Regions from separate parts of the Muntiacus reevesi genome. Here regions 1 and 2 are each linked to region 3. A link is a contact called in public Hi-C data. All regions are on one chromosome and are shown on one strand. Each heading gives the region's core, a stretch centred on a gene start, on an enhancer-like site or on the middle of the called end of the contact. The rest is flanking DNA. Distances are from core to core; before and after follow the strand shown.

Evidence for each region. Hi-C and Micro-C count contacts between places; a contact is called where the count stands out from the background.
Region 1: a Hi-C map of blood shows a contact between it and region 3, with 4 times the contacts expected there. The contact joins the promoter of ERCC5 here to the promoter of TPP2 in region 3. A contact is called at or near these places in 2 of 3 Hi-C or Micro-C datasets (blood and muscle).
Region 2: a Hi-C map of blood shows a contact between it and region 3, with 3 times the contacts expected there. The contact joins the promoter of TEX30 here to the promoter of TPP2 in region 3. A contact is called at or near these places in 2 of 3 Hi-C or Micro-C datasets (blood and muscle).

The regions. Positions count from the first base shown.
Region 1 is chr11:75,723,887-75,728,497 of mMunRee1.1, forward strand. It overlaps ERCC5 (ERCC excision repair 5, endonuclease), which reads left to right and starts at 1,627. Exons shown (of 15, transcript XM_065901853.1): 1 at 1,627-2,132. The coding sequence starts at 2,045.
Region 2 is chr11:75,674,572-75,678,953 of mMunRee1.1, forward strand. It overlaps TEX30 (testis expressed 30), which reads right to left and starts at 1,751. Exons shown (of 6, transcript XM_065902237.1): 1 at 1,632-1,751. It overlaps POGLUT2 (protein O-glucosyltransferase 2), which reads right to left. Exons shown (of 10, transcript XM_065901845.1): 10 at 3,415-3,651. The coding sequence ends at 3,634.
Region 3 is chr11:75,515,275-75,519,425 of mMunRee1.1, forward strand. TPP2 (tripeptidyl peptidase 2) reads left to right here and starts at 1,507. Exons shown (of 30, transcript XM_065902393.1): 1 at 1,507-1,755. The coding sequence starts at 1,591.

The sequences.
Region 1 (4,611 bases), core at 377-2,876, 210 kb after region 3:
AGCAATGCTAAACACCATAAGTGGTTCAGTGGGGGTTTGAATCTTAGCCTGAGTGTCCAATCCACCGCCTTGACAGGAGCTACTCTGGCAATGAGTTTCTTGTTACTTCTGACCTACAAGCCTAACTCTTAAATGCTGAAGAAAAATGTACTTCAAGGGCTAAGATTTTAAACCATATTACTATCTGGTTACTACAAATTTTCAGATAACTACCTACTTATTAATTAAAAAACATCAACCAAAGCTTCCACCTACCTCTGTTTTATTGACTATGCCAAGGCCTTTGACTGTGCAGATCACAACAAACTGGAAAATTCTTAAAGAGATGGGAATACCAGACCATCTAACCTGCCTTCTGAGAAATCTATATGTAGGTCAGGAAGCAACAGTTAGAACTGGACATGGAACAACAGATTGGTTCCAAATAGGAAAAGGAGTATGTCAAGGCTGTATATTGTCAACCTGCTTATTTAATTTATATGCAGAGTACATCATGAGAAATATCAGACAGGATGAAGCACAAGCTGGAATCAAGACTGCCAGAAGCATCAATAACCTCAGATATGCAGATGACACCACACTCCCAGCAGAAAGCGAAGAACTAAAGAGCCTCTTGATGAAAGTGAAAGAGGAGAGTGAAAAAGTTGGCTTAAAACTCAACATTCAAAAAACTAAGATCATGGCATCTGGTCCCATAACTTCATGGCAAATAGATGGGGAAACAGTGACAGACTATTTTTTTGGGGGGGGGGGCGCCTCCAAAATCACTGCAGATGGTGACTGCAGTCATGAAAGTAAAAGACATTTGCTTCTTGGAAGAAAAGTTACGCCCAACCTAGACAGCATATTAAAAAGCAGAGATATTACTTTGTCAACAAAGGTCCTTCTAGTCAAGGCTATGGTTTTCCCAGTAGTCAGGTATGGATGTGAGAGTTGGAGAATAAAGAAAGCTGAGCCCTGAAGAATTGATGCTTTTGAACTGTGGTGTTGGAGAAGACTCTTGAGAGTCCCTTGGACTGCAAGGAGGTCCAACCAGTCCATCCTAAAGGAGGTCAGTCCTGGGTGTTCATTGGAAGGACTGATGGTGAAACTCCAATACTTTGGCCACCTGGCGCGAACAATTGACTCACTAGAAAAGACCCTGATGCTGGCAAAGATTGAAGGCGGGAGAAGCGGACGACAGAGGATGATATGGTTGGACAGCATCACCAACTCAACGGACATGAGTTTGAGTAAACTCCGGGAGGTGGTGATGGACAGGGAAGCCTGGCGTGCTGCAGTCCACAGGGTCGCAGAGTTGGACACGACTAAGCGACTGAACTGAATTTAAAGCTTCCGCCTTCTGTTATTGCCTCACGCGAAAAACAATACTTAGCATTGAGTTTTTACAACTGGCGGCAGACTCGGAAAAAACCGATGCTAGAAAAACTCGTACAAACCCGTAACTTCTGAAAGAAAACGCTTTGCGTATGGTTTCCACGTTTAACAGAAACAGGAGGCCTGCGTGGAGAACGTAAAGCGGCCAACACGCTGTAAACCCTGAGGCCGAACCACCCCCTCATTTCCGGAATGCATCTGCGCAGCGGATATACGTCATCTTGGGGAGCCGGGACTTCCGCCCTGCGCGACGCATTAGACGGCATCCGAGGAGCTCCATTTCCCGTGCGGAACGCCTGAGCTTGAGAAGATTGGAGTTTTCGGAGGAACTTTTTCTGGCTGTTAAATCTTGCTTGCGCCGTCCCTTCACCCTGGTCGTCCGCTGAGAGTGCAAACGTTTGGGCCAGAGCGCTGGAGGAGACGAGGACTTGCCCCTCCGCGTCGCCAGCTTTCTCTGGTCCCATTTTTCTTCCGCGAGGCCGTGTCAGCTTCTGGGACGTCCCCGTTTCGCCGGGGCCGTTTTCCCTGGACAGCTGCGAGCTCTTGGTTTTCCTTCTTTCCGAGTGGGAGCCGAGAGTATTCTTCCCGGGCCCAGGGCGGCGGTGCAGCCGGGCGGGGAAGACTTGGAGTGAAAAGCCGCCCGCGACGCCGAGGATACAGCTCCCTCATGGGAGTTCAGGGGCTCTGGAAGCTGCTGGAGTGCTCCGGGCGGCAAATCAGCCCGGAGACGCTGGAGGGGAAGATCCTTGCCGTGGGTATCCTTTACGCGGCGTCGGCGCTGGGGATGCTCGGTGGACGCCAGGGTTGTTGTTGTTAATTTATTTTTTTAATTGAAGGATAACTGTTTTACAGAATTTTGTTGTTTTCTGTCAGACATCAACGTGAGACGCCTGGGCTTTTTGCTCACAGTTTTCCTGGGGCGCAGAGCGGCATTGGTGCGATGAGGGTCTTAGCCCGTGGGGTCTCACGCCAGCGGGGGAGGCGGTGGCGGGGAGTAGCTATCGGATCTTCCTCAGGACGCTTCCTTTCTCAGTGTCTGCTTTCCTCCCGCGTTGCACTCATAGTTCCCTGACTTGGAGTCTTAGGCCCAGCGCTCTACGCTTCTCTACAGTTCTTTAATCTGGGAAGTGGAGGTGATAAGTCTCTGCACATAGAGTTGGTGGGAGGAATAAAGGGAATATTTAAATGAACGGAGTTTAAAAATAGTGTCTGGCACTGTTAATACTGTAAATCCTGAAGATGTTATTCTGGCTGGGAGGTCAGCCTGGAGAAAACAAAGTCGACTTCCTACCAGTAGTTTTGCCAGCCGCCCTGAGTCTTGCTCCGTTTATATTTGTGAGAGGAAGAAAAACGTGTGTGTACATGTGTTTTACATTTTTTTTTTTTTTCCCCAGTGACATTGCTTTTTGTTATGATTTTTGGAATACGAAATTCGTATGGTACAACACCGCAAAGATTTCAAAAGGTGTACAGTGCATTACTCTCCCAGCCTCTGTGATGGATTTGTTTGTGTGCGTGTTTGGCTGGTATTATCTTTAGAATTTTTCCTGGTTACTGAAACAAATGAAAGCTGTTTCTGAAATTTTAGTATTTTTATTCGTTAGGCATTCTTTTTTCTGTTTTTATCTTTATTTTCTTTTTCTGAGTGTCTGTTCTGTTGCAGAAGCTGGTGGTACCTTCCACCAGTTCCCTAAGTGGGGACATATGAGCCTAGAACTCCATGCTCTGTGGAGAAGACAGTCCTGCAGTAATTGCTGTGGTAAATGCACTGTCAGAGGGGGTGGGGAACACTGGTAATTTTTTTTTAGTAAAGCAAGACGACGATGAGGTTTATATATATGTATTTGCAATGTGGGTAATTTAAACCACATCCGTAATGAAGAGTGGCTTAAAAGTTTTATGCTGGTACCTTGTGGCAAAGGTTTGTGTTTTTTTTAAAGTACACGAGCAGTTGCTGCCCTCTAGTGGTTCATTAAACCACTGCTTTTCTGAAGGTTTTCTCCTTGGAACTATTAATATTTATCCATAGGAATGAAAACAGTATTCAGTGTCAGGAACCCTTAAAACGTTAGCAGAAATTTATATGAATTTACATTGAAGCCCATAATTTGTAAAATGTATTCAAGTTTTTTGATTTTATTTGTTAATGAAGAAATTACCCTTGGCATACTAGGTTCATAATTTATTCTTGAAACCCTAAAATAAATTATTTGATCTTTTTACCATTTTCAGCTGAGCGTCTTGTTTATTTACACAATATAAATGTTCGTGTCAAATAATAAAGAATTAATTAAACTTTCGTCTCTTATGGACCTTAGCATTTGAAAAATACACTTAACTCTATTATTAACAAAATATTACACTGTTTAGGCCCCACCTGCAATGTGGGGGACCTGGGTTCAATCCCTGGGTTGGGAAGATCCCCTGGAGGAGGGCATGGCAGCCCATTCCAGTGTTCTTGCCTGGAAAATCCCCGTGGACAGAGGAGCCTGGTGGTCTGCAGTCATGGGGTGGCACAGAGTCAGACGTGACTGAGCGACTAAGCACAGCGTGTTTAGTAGCCTGTGTTTCAGAAGGTTCATATCTAGTTCCAAGGGATAGCAGAGTTTGAGAGCTACTGATCTGAAATTAGATTTTCTCATTCCCTGTGGCTCAGATGGCAGAGAAATCTGCCTGCAGTGCTGGAGACTCAGGTTCAGTTCCTGTGTCGGGAAGATCCCCTGGAGAAGGGAATGGCTACCCACTCCAGTATTGCCTGGAGAATCCCATGAACAGAGGAGCCTGGTGGGCTACAGTCATTGGGGTAGCAAAGGGTCCGACATGACTGAGTGACTTAACACTCTTGATAAAATTGAATGAGTTAAGTAGAAACTTACTCCACCTAATAACAGTGGTGTAGCAACCGGAAACAAGCCAATTAGAAATCTTGACCCAGTACAATACAGAGCTGAGCCAACACCAAATCCTGCTTCCAGGATGGACCCTTTAGCTGACGTCTTCTCATCCTCACCCCTGCATTCTGCTTTCACTCAGGCTGTTGTAACTAGTTTAAAGCCGGTTTCCTTGTATTAATTAATAGTTCGTTCCTCACTTGGCCACTGGGGTGAGTCTTCAGTCACATCCTTCCAGTGACTGCAGGTCCATCACATCCTCTCCCTGCTCCTCTTGCACCTGCCACGCTGTCCTTGAACAGAACGCACTTCTGTCCCAGGGCATTTGCGTTCGCTATGCCTC
Region 2 (4,382 bases), core at 501-3,000, 160 kb after region 3:
AGTTCCTTTCCCTTCTCAGAAGCCATCACTGTGACTAATTTACTGTACAGATCCTTCCCTTTACATGTATGTGTGTGTACAATTCTCATATAGAGCCTCAAAGGTATTAGACCGGCTGCAAAAAGTTCTGGGATTTAAACTGGAGGAGGATGAAGGGCTTCAGCCTTCACTGTCTGTTTTCATAAATGTAGCCTCATAATTGTGCCTGGGGTCCCCAGGTTCAAAGATCCCGTTTTATGTTCTCAAGAGAAGAGCCTCCAGTCTCCTGGTGGGAGAGCAGCAGTATCCTACCAGTGTGAAACGGGGAAGCAGAGCTTGCTAGCTAATGACTTCTCAGACAGACTTCACCTAAGTGGTCTTTTGAGTCCTCCGCATCCATCCCCAGCACCATTCCTTTCATTGCCAGCTCCCATAAGTGTCCCGTGCTGCCAGTTTCTGCACATTTTGAAGATTTTCTTTATATATATATAAAATTGTTCCACAGCTTTCCCTCTGCTGGTTTAGAAATTCAGCTAATCTGCTACGACACTTGCTTTCTGGAGCCCAGTATTTTACTGCTATTATTTCTTTCCCATTTTCTTCAGCTCTGTGGGTTTGTGTCTTTTTGAAAATCCCTTTACAGTACTTTTAGTGAGATTTCAGGGAGTAAAACTAGATACACGTCCTCAACCCACTCTCTTAACCTAGAATGCTCTACTATCCCTCAACAAGTGGGGTGTTCGTGGGTTTTTTTGTTTTGTTTTTTTTCCTGGCAAACGCCACTGTCATGCATGACAGACGGTCTGTCCTTGCCAACAGAGCACACATGTGCTGGACTACAGGGGCAACAGTGAGCCGGCACCAGGATCTAATCCCGACCTGCTCCAGCTTATAAATCTTGGGTTTAGCGGGTCAGAAGGGGCGGCGGGGTTGGAGCCTGGCTCCGCCTCGGTGTCTTCAAAGGCAGCAAACGCCACCAATTTCGGAGAGAAGCTGCGACGGTTCACCGTCTGGACCCGCGTGCCCACGCTTGTGGGCGTTTTCAAGAGTGATTTGTGTGACTACCGTCGTCAGGATGCGACAGAGACCACATCCGAAGCCGGATGATCGGATGCCACCACCCCTTAACTTGCAGTTGGAAAAAAATGTTCGTGCGTTATCCGCCTCGTCCGGGCGGAACGTTGGAAATCAAGAGGCAAACGCAACGGCAACAGTCAGACTTCAAGTCCTCCAGGGGGGTCGCGGGTCCGAGCCGCGTCGACAAAAACGGAACAAGGGCAGAAACTCGAGGCCAGGCTTCCCGGGGTTGGGGACCCAAAGGCGCCCAAGGTCCGGCTGATTCCGCCCGTCGGGGCTGCACGGTGGCCGGCGCCCGGGACACCCTCCCCGCTCGGAGGCCGCCGGTGCCCGGCTCGCCCCGCCCGCACCGTTCCTTCTCGGAGCCTCCCGACCGGCCGGCCGAAGCCCCAGCGGCCGCGGCCCGCGGGGCCTAACCGACGCCTCACGCCTCACCAAGCCGCCCAACAGCCCCCGAGGGGCGACGGCCGCGAGCCCGAAACGCCGCTGGCGGGGCCGCGCAAAGCCCTCGGAAGCCGTTCCCAAGCAGCAGCCCCGACCACTGCCGCCGCCTCCGCCACAGCCGCCGCACTTACCAGAGACGGGGAAGTGGCCGGCAGCACCTAACCGTCCTCACTCCCTTCAGGGAGCGAACTACCACACTCGAAGGGACCGCCTCGCCGCGGCCGCCAGCGCGTCCCGCTACAGCGCAGGCGCGCGCACGCCCCGCCCCTCAGGCGCGCGAGCCGGCGCGCGGGGCAGGCTGGGAGCGGGAGTTTTCCCGCCCCGGCCGCCGGTGCTGTGGCGGCGTCTGCTGCCCACCCCAGCGGGGGCTGCCGGGCCGCCTCCCCTCGCAGCCTCTCCGCCGACTTCCTCTCTCAGGATCCTTCGGCGTCCCAGCCATTCCCTTCCAGCAGTTGCACCGGCCATAAAACTGAGACACCGCATGCCGCGTGATCAGAAAAAGAAGATTCCGCCCATATTGTGCCATATCTAATAGGACTTTGTTGCTTTTAACTCGTTTCTTTTCATTGCTGAGTAGTATTCAGTTTTACGGATCAACCACATTTTGTTTATCCGTTCACTGGTGGATGGCTATTTGGATGCTTGCCACCATTTGACTTGTTATAAAAGTGCTGCAACATTCAGAGAGAAGGCAGTGTGATAACAGAGATTTGAAAGATGCTGAGCTGCTGGTTGGGAAGGTGAAGAGGCCACAAGACAAGAAACATTAAGAAACGCACCCCTAGGAGCCAGAAGAGGCATTCTGCCCTCAAGAGCCTCAGGAAGAAACCAACCCTCCAAATACATCGCCATTATCCCATAAACACTGATTTCTGACTCTAAAATCCAGAACCATGAGATTGAATTCCTATTGTTTTTAAACCACTAAATTTGTGGTATTAATACTTTGTCACAGCAGCAATAGGAAACTCATAGAAAACTATGGACACCAAATCTTCAATTTCAGATAAATTTTACATGTCGTTATTATTATTCCTTTCTTTTTTCAACCATTTAAAAAATTTTAAATCATCCTTAACTTGCAGGCTGTACAAGAACAAGTGGTGGGCCAGATTTAGCCAAATATTAGCATGGTTATTCCATCCATGGATTAAAATAATACATAATTGGATGTATTAAGTTTTTATGGAGGCTCTATAATGTTTCAAAATGAGAACAGTGTTAATGTAGTTCATCATGGATTAATGTAACAGAATAAATCACCATAAAACATGAATATGTAAATAGATGTCTGAAAAGCATTTAATAAAATTTTAATGTGCTTCCTTTTAATAATTGGAAATTTCATATTTTAGCAGTGGTTGTTTATCATTAACCATAACAAATATTTTGCTTAACAGTGAGAAGTCAGTAGCATCTTTGATCTCCAATCTAAAGTAGCCACCACCACTAAGCCCACTTTCTCTCTGTAATAACTGTTTTTTTTAATCAATCCATAATTGCCCTGCTTATTTGTTTATTTTTACTTGTTTATTTAACTCTTCTTTCAGAAGAGATAGAGACTGTCCACTATTGTATTTGTAGAACGTAATACAATGCCTGGCACATATTAGGTGCTTAATAAATACATGTTAAATAAAATCCATTTGTGATGGATTCAGGCAGAGGCCAGATTACAAAAAACCTTGCAAGGTGTATTAATTAGTATTCAGTTTGGCTGTGAATGACTATCTGAAATAATAGTGTAAATAAATCAGAACTTTACTGCTTTGTCATTTAAACTGTGTACCTAGGTAGGTGATGGCTTTTGACATGCTTCAAACTGAGTTCAGGACTCAGACACCCTTTTTTTTTTTTTTTTTTTTTTACTGCTCCATGGTCCAAACACAGCTAATGATAAGCACAACACAGGCCTTTAAAATAAAAGTGATTTTATTACAAAATTCTAAAAATGTGCTTCCAATGACCGTCGTGGGAATACTGCATAATTATGAAGAAACAGATCTTCATAATCCAGACAATCACAGAGCAGCTTTTATACTGTCCATGGAATTAGTATTTAGAAGACACTCTTCTTTTCAGTTAAGAAGAGTCTTCAGAGCACCACTATTTGAAGGAAAGGTATTTTGCATATCACAGTTCATCTTTGGTCTGCAATTAAGAAACATTTAAAAATATTTAGAGCCATCAAGAAGTTTTCCATGAGTAAGAAGGCTTACATTTAGTCTATTAATTACTTTCCCCCAAAGACAAAAGAGGCTTCCCTGGTGGCTCAGATCTGCCTGCCAATGCAGATGCGGGTTTGATCCCGGGGTGGGGAAGATGCCCTGGAGGAGGAAATGGCAACCTGCTCCACTATTCTTGCTTGGAAAATCCCATGGACAGAGGAGCCTGGTGGGCTACAGTCCACAGGGTCACAAAGAGTCGGACATGATTTAGCAACTGAACACACAGGCACACAAAGATGAAAGAAGGGATGAACAAAGCCAAGTCATCGCTAGAGGACTTTAGGACTATTATTTGAAATCATCTAAGGGTAAAATCTATTTGGTGGGAACCTGGACATCTAAGGGTCTGTATTATGGCAAAGGCTTGTGTTCTAAATGGTATCAGTGAATGGCCAGAGTAGACCATGGGGTTGGGGGAGGGTGGGAAAATCAATAAAGCTATCATTCTAGTCGTAAGTTCTACCAAACAGGGGAATCATTTGGCACTCCTCGAAGTTACTTAAGAGATAAAAATAAATTAAAAAAAAGAGGAGTGGAGTAAGGCAGCCACCCAATTTCATTTGGAGCCAACAGACTCATTCTGATGCCAAATCAAACTTCATGTGGGAGCACCTTCCAAGTTTGGCCTTTTCTGTTTTGAAACTGGCTTTCAGT
Region 3 (4,151 bases), core at 257-2,756:
TACAGGTCTCAAAGTATCATTTATGCTCTTTACTATTGTTCAATTACGGGAGCTTATTAGATTTGGCACTAGCTCCTGCTTACTTTATGCAAAGAACATATGTATAACTACATACACACATGTATAAAACTATTTCTGTATAACAAAGTTGGTTTTCACATTTTGATAACTTTCAACATAATTTCTTTTGTAATTCTCTATATTTTATGAGTTTAAAATTGTTCTGAGAAGCTGATCTTAAGGCTGACCAGATTGCCAAAGGCATCCACCCTTGGCACATCCTCACAAAGACTGAGATTACCCTGGCATGAATACAGACAGAAAAATCATTAAAGTGCCACTGGGGCAGCGTGGAGCAATTGATAGCAGCCACTCTTAATCAGGAAAATTGCCAATTATGGCTCTATCAGGGTTTTCCTGGTGGCTCAGATGGTAAAGAAATCGCCTTTAATGCAGGAGACCTAGATTCGATGCCTGGGTCAAGGAAGATCCCCCCAGAGCAGGGAATGGCAACCCACTCCAGTATTCTTGCCTGGAGAATTCCATGCACAGAGGAGCCTGGCAGGCTACATCCAGTCCATGGTTCGCAAAGAGTGGACAAGACTGAGTGACTTTCACTTTCAGTTGAGTGAAGAACCCTGAGGACCAACCAGGAACACCAACTTAAAGACAGAGTCGGGGTGGGGACGGGAAGAAAAAATAAAATTTGTTTTTCAGAAATCCCGGAAGCCCAGGGTAAGACAGGAGGATAGGAGGGGCCCACTTCGGGATGCTACTTCGTTATTGGCGGCAGAGGCCGATGGAATGGCCAGCAACCCGTTTCCTGTTGACTGCAGACTGCAGTCCTGGCCTGTCCCCACCACCACCACCACCATTCTTCAAAGGGACACACCTTCGAGAGAGGGGAACGCCAGCCACCACTGAATCAAAGAACTCCCAATCAGAAAAATCACTCCCACTCTCCCAAATCAAAAAATTGATCTCCCGGCTTTTCGCCAATATCCGACACGCCTAAGGGGTTTAAGCGAGCTCGCGTGGGCTCCCTCTGCCCCGGGTCCACCCGGGGGGTTCCGCCGCAGCTGAGCGCAAAGTTTCATTCAATTACACCTGCACTTTCAGAAACCATCAACTGTCAGAGAGGGTCTTCCCGCTTCTCCAGACGCCAAGCCCCCACTTCCTTCTCTATCCCCCCTTGGGGCGGGGATATGCGGACCCTCTGCTTAGAAGCCGGCCCGCCCCCTAAAAAAAAAAAATCCCCGCCCCGCTAGTCCCTCGCGTTTAAGACCCCCCGGGGGAGCTCCAGCCCCCGAACCCCTCCGGCCACGCCTCAGGCTCCGCCCCCTTCTCTGCGGCCCCGGGTACCTCCAGGACTCGGCTTCCGGAGAGCAGCGCCGTCGGCTCTGACGTGGAGGCGCGGGATTGGCCGGCCCTCCCTGGCGGCCCGAGGATTGGCCGGCGGCCGGCCCCGCCCACCCCGTCCGCGCCTCCTCTCCCAGCCGAGGCCCGCGGCCGCCCGGGTTGTCCTCGCGCCGCCGCTCGTCCGCGCGCAGCCCGGCCGTTTGCCTCCACGCCGCCTTGCAGCCTGCGTCCATGGCCACCGCCGCGACCGAGGAGCCCTTCCCCTTCCACGGCCTCCTCCCGAAGAAGGAGACCGGGGCCGCGGCCTTCCTGTGCCGCTACCCGGAGTATGACGGGCGAGGGGTGCTCATCGCCGTCCTGGACACGGGGGTCGACCCCGGGGCCCCGGGCATGCAGGTGCGGCGGCCGCTGAGGGCCCCAGCGCGGGGGTCGGGGGCGGCGGGGGGACGCGGGCCTCGGAGTCCCACTGTGCGGCCGAGGGCGAGCCGGGCGCCGGGAGGAAGCCTCGGGCTGGGAGGCGCGGAGCCCGGGGCGCCCGGGCTGGGCCCCGATCCCGGCCCAGACAAAGCGGCGGGGCCCGGCGCGGCCGGTCGGGGCGCTAATCGCCGCCCCCCTGCCTCCGGGAAGCCCCTTCCAGCCTGGGCGCCGCCTGGCCCCGGGGCCCGCGGGCTCTCTCCTGCCCAGCCCAGCGCCCTCCGCCGCCGCCGCGGCTGCCTCGTGGACCCGAGCGGCCAGTGCCCGTTATTTACCATTTTATTATCCTGGGGAGGGTGGTGTGGTGGTGGTGGGGAGGCTTCAGAGAAGAGGCAAATCAGAACTTTTCGTGGGTTTTTTGTGCGTGTGTATGTGTGTTTTCTCACTGTCATTCGGGTGATTTGATTTGGGGTGGAATGATTTTTTTTTTTTTTTTAATCTCGAAACAACGAAAGCCGCCGGTTTCAAGAAGATAAGTCAACTTCCGGAATTGTTTCCTCCGGTAGTTTTCTGGGTGCTATTTTTAAACCGTCTTCTGCAGTGTACTTGTTTAGGGTCAGCTGCAACGCAGGGCTTATTAGGCTTTTACGTAAAGAAGAACCCGATTGAGTTTGTTGTTGGTTTGGGTTGTTTTTTTTTTTTTTTTTTTTGCGAACTCTTCCAGGGTGCATTCAATTATGCTTTCTTTCTTTTTAATTTTTCAACCTCAAAATGTAAGACCACGTACTTTATCATTTTTTAAAAGACGATTTTGTTTGGCCTTCGGCACCTTTGGGATCGCTGAATCAAGGTACCCTTGTGAAAAAGGTAATTTTTTTAAAACGTTGATCTCTGTTGAAAGCCTTCTGATTAAAGTTTTCAAAGTTTGGCTTTTGTAAATTTAGCCTTAGACTTGCAGGGAAACCCAGTAGTCAGCAGAACCTCACCATTGCTCAAGGTCCCATCTCTCCAACGTCTAACCTGGCTGATTGCTGTTCTCTTCCCCTGTGTCAGCCCTTCACCTGTATGTCTTAAAACCCTGAAGTTGAGGGATTCTCTTCCTCCCACGTGCCTCTGCCCTCTTAAATCCTTGATTGTGCTCTCTTAAAAGCGGGATAGCATTTGGGAAGTTAGGATGTAATTCAGGGGGACGAGGAAACTGTCAAGTCTGCTCTGTAGAGAGTCCCTTCTGGGGGGTATCTTGCTTCCTCCCCTTAATTCTTAAGCAGTGGGGAGGAGTGCCACTCATCTGCCCCTGACCCTGCGGGGCAGCTCTGGAGCCTCAGAAGAGAAGCAGGTGATGCCTTCCCTCCTGTGCTGGAATGGTCCAGTCATGTTAATAACTCGGGAGACTCACAGCAGTGACAGCCATCACCTCCTCGAGATTTTATTCCTGGGGAGCGATGGTTTCTTTCCGGGGTGGTGTGTGTTCCCTTTTTATAGGGATAAGTGGGAGGAGAACAGCTGGAGGCCGTGGTTCACTGGCTCTTTTGTCAGGATAATAAGGGGATTGGAAGAGTTTGGAGGAGTACTGTCTGGGGAAAAGAGGCTTTTGTAGAATCTCCCAGACCTGCTCATCCCGTCATTCTGTTCCTCCCTCTATAAAGTGGCAGTGACTTTCATCCCACCGCGCTGCTCTGAAAATTGAGACAATTAGTTACCTGTGACTGCTAAAAGAGCTCAAGAAAACCGTTCAAGAAACTCATGTTTTTAAGCAAGGCTTAAATAACCTTGAGGGAGTTTATGCTGGATCTTAAATCGCTGGCTCTCTGAAGGATAAATGTGCATTAGATGTGTGTGTGTGCTCAGCCCCTTCAGTCTTGTCCAATTCTTTGTGACCCCATGAACCGTAGCCCACCAGGCTCCTCTGTCCATGGGACTCTCCAGGCAAGAATACTGGAGTGAGTTGCCATGCCCTCCTCCAGGAGATCTTCCCGACCCAGGGATTGAACTCTCATCTCTTACCTCTCCTGTTCTGGCAGGCAGGTTCTTTACCACTAGCACCACCTGGGAAGCCCTTAGATGTGTCCATGTAACAACAAATGTTTGCACAACAGTGTATTTGAAGGGAAATGAAAATTTAACTCTTATCTTCTAACAGCTTGGAGAGATTGACCTAAACATGGCCATCCAAAAAGAATTCAGTAAGGTGACTTGCAAACACGAGTGAATTTTTAAGGTATTTTTTTCCCCCTCCTTACCTGTAACAAACGTGTTTTGTAGATCTGTGTATGCATCATTAAGGTAAGAAGGTAGATAAAAATAAAGTGGAAGGAGCGAGTGAAATAGGAAGAGGTGGTTGGACTGGACATCTGAAAAGCCAGTGAAGTCTGAGCAGA